Regions from separate parts of the Mus musculus genome. Here region 2 is linked to region 1. A link is a contact called in public promoter capture Hi-C data. All regions are on one chromosome and are shown on one strand. Each heading gives the region's core, a stretch centred on a gene start, on an enhancer-like site or on the middle of the called end of the contact. The rest is flanking DNA. Distances are from core to core; before and after follow the strand shown. Region 1 holds the start of Krt75 (keratin 75). Region 2 has its middle 14 kb from the start of Krt72.

Region 1 (3,013 bases), core at 316-2,815:
AGGGGAAGCAACACCATTCACCAGGATGAGCTGCGGTGTTCATTTTGACAGATGCTGCCGCTGGTGCCCACCTCAGTGGTTTAGAAAGATAAGAACAGACTCCTTGTTAGCCCTGATGCTGAGACGAAGGCACTAGGGTCCCCTCCATCTCCTGCACTCTGGGCTCCCTGCTCATCCAACATTCCTGGCTGGTGTGGCATTCACGCCTCTGCATTCTCTGGACCTCAGAGGAAACAGCCCCAGGGTCGGTTGTGTGCAGCCAGGAGACTGTCTCCCCACTCACCTGACTTTGAAGTCTTCTACAACCTCCTGCATGTTCCTCAGTTCAGCATCCAGTCTGCCTCTTTCAGCTGTGATGCCATCCAGCTGCCGGCGGAGGTCATTGACATATGTATCGAAGAAAGGCTCCAGGTTCTGTCTGACTGTCCTAGAGCCCTGCTCCTGCAGGAGATTCCACTTGGTCTCCAGGACCTTGTTCTGCTGCTCCAGGAAGCGTACCTACAGGGGAGCAGAGAGAATGAGCCTCACTTGAGAAGCCGGGGAGGCAGAAACAGGCACACCTGCTAACAAAGGAGACAAGCACAAAGGGGCTTTTACGCCGTGATCGATCAGCGGCTATGTTATGATAAATCCACCTCCAAATGAGAAAGCCCATGGAAGTACCCTAGAGACTCTAGGATTTTAATGGACTGGACATGGGGACCAACATAGCAGGAGTCACGGAGTCTGGGTTGAGTTTCTCAATGCTGATACTTTGGTAGTAGCATAGTTAGAACCCCTCTTTCTGGAGGGGGACTCCCAGAGAGGAGAAGGAAGCATCTCTAAGAGTCCTGTGGGCCAGATGGCCTGACTTGAGAATGTCCATGGATGGCACTGGTTGAGCAAAGTTCTCCTGGGGACCCTTCCCCCATTGTTGCTATCTCCAGAGATGAGCCACCCCCACCTAGTGACTCCATGCACTGGGAACTTGGATGGGTGAGCACAGGTCCCACCTTGTCAATGAAGGAGGCGAACTTGTTGTTCAGAGTCTTGATCTGCTCCCGTTCTTCTTTCCGCACCCGCTGGATAGTGGGGTCGATTTGCAGGTTGAGGGGAGTCAGGAGGCTCTGGTTGACAGTAACTTCCTGAATGCCTCCAGAGGGACAGACAGAGAAGCCAGGGCCACCAAAGCCCCCTCCAATGCCACCTCCATAAGCAAAGCCACTGCTGCCCCCAAAGCCACTGCTAGTCCTGCCACCAAAGCCACCCCTGAAGCCACTGCCAGCACAGCCACCAATGGAGACCCGCCGGGTCCCCCCTAGGTTGTAGAGGCTGCGGCTTCCAAAGCCAGAACCAATACCACTGATCCTGCCCAGTCCCCCACTGTTTCCTGAGGAGCGGGCCACAGACACGGAGCTGAAGCGGGAGCGTCCAGCCGTAGGTGTGGTGGCTGAGGCTGTGCTGAAGCCCCTGCGGCTGCCGGAGTGGAAGGTGATGGTGGATTGCCGGGACATGATGGGCGAAGAAGGCAGCACAGGAGCTCCGAGGTAGATTCGTAGATTCGTGAAGGGGATAGAGAAGCCAGGCGGTTAGGGAGGTGCAGGTCCTTAGACTTTTATGGGCCTCCCCCAAAGGGCGGAGCTTGATTAATGAAGGGGCCCCTGCTGATGGCATCCCCTAGGCATCTGCCAGCCCTGAGCTCACCCTGAGTACCCCGCAGAAAATGGCATTAAAAAAAAAGCCACCGGTTGGTTGGTTTGCTGCCTCCCTCTCCCCCTCCCCCACGTGGAAACTTCTTTCTAGTTGTAACTTGATCAGCAGACCAGTGAGAATAAACTTAATTGCTTTCAGTCATGTCCTAACCATGCATCTTCTAATGGACTCAAAAACACTGCCTCATTTTTGAACCGCTTTCTTAGGCGCAGGACCAACTCCCTCCAGTCCAAACATCTTGTGTCAACACAAGCGGCTGCAACACTGTCTCCTGTTCCTTCCCGTGTTTCTTATGCTGGAGCATTTTCTCAGCAGCTTCTCCAGCCTATAAGGCTGGTCCTCCAGGTTGGTGTTCATCTTCCTTAGGCTTCCACACAACATGAATGGCCCTTTAATTTTGCTCCAAATCATTCATGCCTGCTGGGTATCATGTGATTTCCTGTAGCACTTGTGTCGATATGCACACACATGGATGCCATGTCTGTGCCCATCTTTGCCTTTGAAGGCTGTTTGTCACTCTGTCGTCTGTGGACAGGAGTGGGAACAGAAACACTTGGGTTTGGATTCCAACCCCTCCAGTGGCTGGTCCAGTAGTGCACTGGGCAGTGGGTCCTTGTACTGATGATACAACTTTTCTGAGGCTCAGTGTGTGTCTGCGGAATGAGTTTATGGAGAGTATTCGCATATGAAAACTGCTTTCACAGTGCTTCAGCCATATAAATGCAGAGGATAGGTCCACTGTGTCAGTCTTCGGCAGATAAGACAGGTATTCATGAATGACTGGCCACATGTTCATCCTTGAGTGAGTCCTGTGAGGGTTTGGAAGAAATGTAACACACATTCTTGATTTTTATCAGTAAGCTCAGGGTCCTGTTGGGAAGGCAAAACTGAAGCATGCTGGGTAACTTTGAACAAAATGGTATACATAGTAACACTATCTTTGAGGCTATCTTCTGGAAGTCTCCCAGACTATTCGGTTCTGAAGACCTGTATCCTTATTCTTATCCAATTCTTATTTCTCTCATCAGAGCAGCTCCAAGTGATAGTTACTGGAGAAGCCGTTGTTATTATTATTAGTGTGTGTGTGTGTGTGTGTGTGTGTGTGTGTGTGTGTGTCTGCTGCACACACACGATAGCACATGTGTGGTGATCAAATGGCAATTTTCAAGAGTTCTCTTCTTTGACCACAGGATCCAGGGATGAAGCTCGGGTCAGGTCATCGGGCTTGCAGAGCAAGTACTTTTTCTCAGAGCCATGTTGTTGACCTCTCGTTCACCTTGACTGCCTCACGTTCTACACCAGGGCATGGATGTACAGTTTG
Region 2 (3,013 bases), core at 233-2,732, 200 kb after region 1:
GAGCCCTATCCCCACAGACGCAGACTGGTCATAGAACTGGAGACTGGAGCAAGCAGTGGTTAGGAGCCGCTAGCTGTCGGCCACTGGAGCTCAGAGCCACAACATCATCTTCTCCCTCCGTAGCTAGAAAGCTCTACTCACCCTTCCCTCACAGTGCCAGGGAGGGCGGGTGCCAGGGAACCAAATCCTCACTTCCCTAGTGACCAGGGGTCTCAAGAAGGCAAGTGGGGGTTTGATGGCTGGCCACAAGTCACAATGCCCACTGCCAGATCAGAAGGGGGCTTTGTAAAATGAACCAGGAGCCAGGAGAGCCAAGATGGGAGAACAGCGACCACCAGGGAGCCAGGAGACTGGAAGCAGTGAGATCAGGACTGGGGCACACTTATTTTCCAGGTCATGAGGAAGAGCAGAGGGTAGTGTGGAGCAAGCCAGCAGCCATGGGAAAGAGCCTTCTGGGGTCCGAGGAGAATGCAGTAAGAGCTGTATGGAGCAGGACTGGAATGGGCTAGTCTGGTAGGCACATTTCAGAGAAGTTCGGAGCAACTGCTTGTCCACGGCTTACAGGCACCAGTCACTGGAATCAGCACTTCAACCATTTTAACTCACCCTCACGCCAATCCTTTCCCCTTCTCCCCATTGTTAAAATAAAGAGACAACAAAGGCAGGCAGACTGATGAGTAGCAAAGAAACAAAGCCAGGAATGAAATGCACTGCTGGTTGGCAGTGTCCCAGGCCACCTCTGCTTCTTCATCTATAGTTACAGCTGGAAGGACCTGGAACCTCGGAGATCTAGATCTAAAACCCTTGTGGGGACAGACGGTAGGAAATATGAGGTTAGGACCATCGGCCTCCTAAGGGAGACCCACAGCAACATGGGATGTGGAGTGGATGCTACCCTGAGGCTGGAGGAGATAGGGAGGACACCTCTACACCCCAGCCCCCTGCTGGTGCTGAAAGGAGCTGCCAAAGAGGAATACAGAGACAGACAGGCAATGCAAAATAATCACCAGTCACCCTGAAGGCATTTAAGGCAATGGAGTCCTGGGGAACCCACAGAGTAGCCTTCCACATCCTCCTCCAGGAAGCCCTGTACAAGATTGTCTATGTACAGTTGTGCAGTGCTGGTTCATCTGCTTTGAGAGACAGTTATTCAAAGGTCGCCCTTATAGCCAAGGTTGGGACTTGCTTGAGATGCCAGTGGGACTTGGAGGAGGGAGTGTTGCTGAGTGACTGACCTCCCACGCTCCCAGGACCTCTGACACAACAGGGATGTTCTCAGACACCTGAGGGAAAGCCCTGTGAAAGAACAGCTAGCTACTGAAGGTGGGGAGGTTCAGAAAGAGGGGGCTGCCTCCTTTCTCCTTCCATGAGAGGAGAGGAGGGGAAGGAGGAGACAGGAGACAAGGCCCTGGCAACTCAGTGTTTGGGAGCAGTCTAGGCATGCCAGGGAGCCAAGCAGCTCCTCCCCCAGAGAGGCACTGGGCTGACCCGGGTTTATCCCCCACAGCTTCTTTGTAATCTTTTTCTCAGGGCCGAGGTAGGTGCAGTACCAGGAGCTGCTGACAGAGGGCAGTGTGTGCACAGGTTAGATGTACCAGAAGTGTTAGCACTTGAGACAAATCCAACGTTCCATACACAGTCTAACTCTATCAACTTCTGCTGCTGCCCGACTCCTGGGCCCTGAACCAATCAGTACACATCCTACAAACACAGAGAAAGACCCACAGATGCAAGTCCCGTGGACAGAACATGGTGCTGAATACCTCAAATCCCAGTATTCTGGAGAGACAGGAGGACCATGGCAAGTCAAGGGCCAGCCTGGGCTACACAGGGTGTTCCAAGCTAGCCAGGGCTACTCAGCAAGACTCTTCCCAAATGAAGTTATCAGTCACTCAGATCTTGCAATGACACACGACAGGTTCAGGTCAACAAACAACAGTGTATATAACCAGGTCCCAGAGTGGGATAAGAAGGCTGAAAACTTTCTGTCATTTGATGATGCTCCAAAGCACTGGGTAGGACTCAGGTGTTCGTGGTAAGTCTGGAGAACACACACTCACAACACCACCAGGCATAAAACAATTATAGGCAGTCGCAATACTTGACAAGAAGACAGATGGCTGTCACCAGTGCCTGCATTGCTACACGATGCATTGATTCGTCATCTTAGAGAGTGTGACTTCTGCTTATCCACTGTGCTGCCCCAGCAACAGCTGTGTACATCTTTTCAGGGTTGAGCTGCACTGCCTAGGTGGGCATAAGCACACTCCGCATAAGCACACTCTGACGCCTGCACCCTGGCACGATCACCTAGCAACACTTTCCAATCACGTGAGTCTTCATTACGCAACACACAGCTGCAGTCATAACAGCTGTGAGGTGTCCTCCACGACTGGAATCACAGACCCCAGAACCTCACAGGGCTTCAACGCCCACTTCTGTCCCTCCTCGATACATGGTCTGATCCTTGGTGAGCTGTTTAACCTCCCTCCCTGAGTCCCAACACCCCAGAGCAAACTGGGCAGTATGACAGTAGCACTTTCATTGTTGACAATGGTCCATACCAGTTCTCAGGAGAATTAGCCATTCTGCCAGGTAGAAAAGTCTCCAATGGGGCTGAGCTGAGCTCCCGGCACACCAAAAGGACAAGGCTAGCTAATGTTAAACCCATTTTTACAAGGGCATGATTTTTCTACTGCGCCACAACTGGCAATTAAAAGAAGCAAAATCCAAAGTCAGAATGCCAGGCAGGTCCAGAGGGACGTTAGCCTGGATGTCTTTGCTTTGCCTCTTTCCCAAGGATCAGTTTAGCATTTGATGATATCAAAGGGCCCCCATTTCAACAATAAATTATGTAAAGTGTATGTATGTGGTTGTGTTAGAAACACAAACCTACTAACCCGGTGTTTTCTCACTTACATGGCAAGGCATTAAGGCGTTTGTATTATGTAGGGCTCTTAATTCCCCAGAAGCAAAGACTCCACTTAGTAGCACATTCTCGCAGGAAATATAT

The links. Promoter capture Hi-C pulls out the DNA fragments that hold promoters and counts their contacts.
Region 2: a promoter capture Hi-C map of cranial neural crest shows a contact between it and region 1, with 3 times the contacts expected there. The contact joins the enhancer-like site here to the promoter of Krt75 in region 1. A contact is called at or near these places in 14 of 39 promoter capture datasets (the C10 cell line, the HPC-7 cell line, HPC-7-derived erythroid cells and 9 more), 5 of 484 Hi-C or Micro-C datasets (the AtT-20 cell line, embryonic fibroblasts, embryonic stem cells and 2 more), 2 of 115 datasets of contacts at active chromatin or transcription factors (astrocytes and embryonic stem cells) and 3 of 9 other capture datasets (embryonic stem cells, liver and pancreatic islet).

The regions. Positions count from the first base shown.
Region 1 is chr15:101,572,339-101,575,351 of GRCm38.p6, forward strand. Krt75 (keratin 75) reads right to left here and starts at 1,566. Exons shown (of 9, transcript NM_133357.3): 1 at 993-1,566; 2 at 284-498. The coding sequence starts at 1,493.
Region 2 is chr15:101,771,324-101,774,336 of GRCm38.p6, forward strand. No RefSeq gene overlaps it. Among named protein-coding and RNA genes, the nearest start is that of Krt72, 14 kb to the right of the region's middle. Within about 2 kb of position 1,483, at least 62 of the 459 cell types and tissues checked have an H3K27ac peak or open chromatin away from gene starts, as enhancers often do. A contact at or near this core is called in the AtT-20 cell line and pancreatic islet, where this site is marked.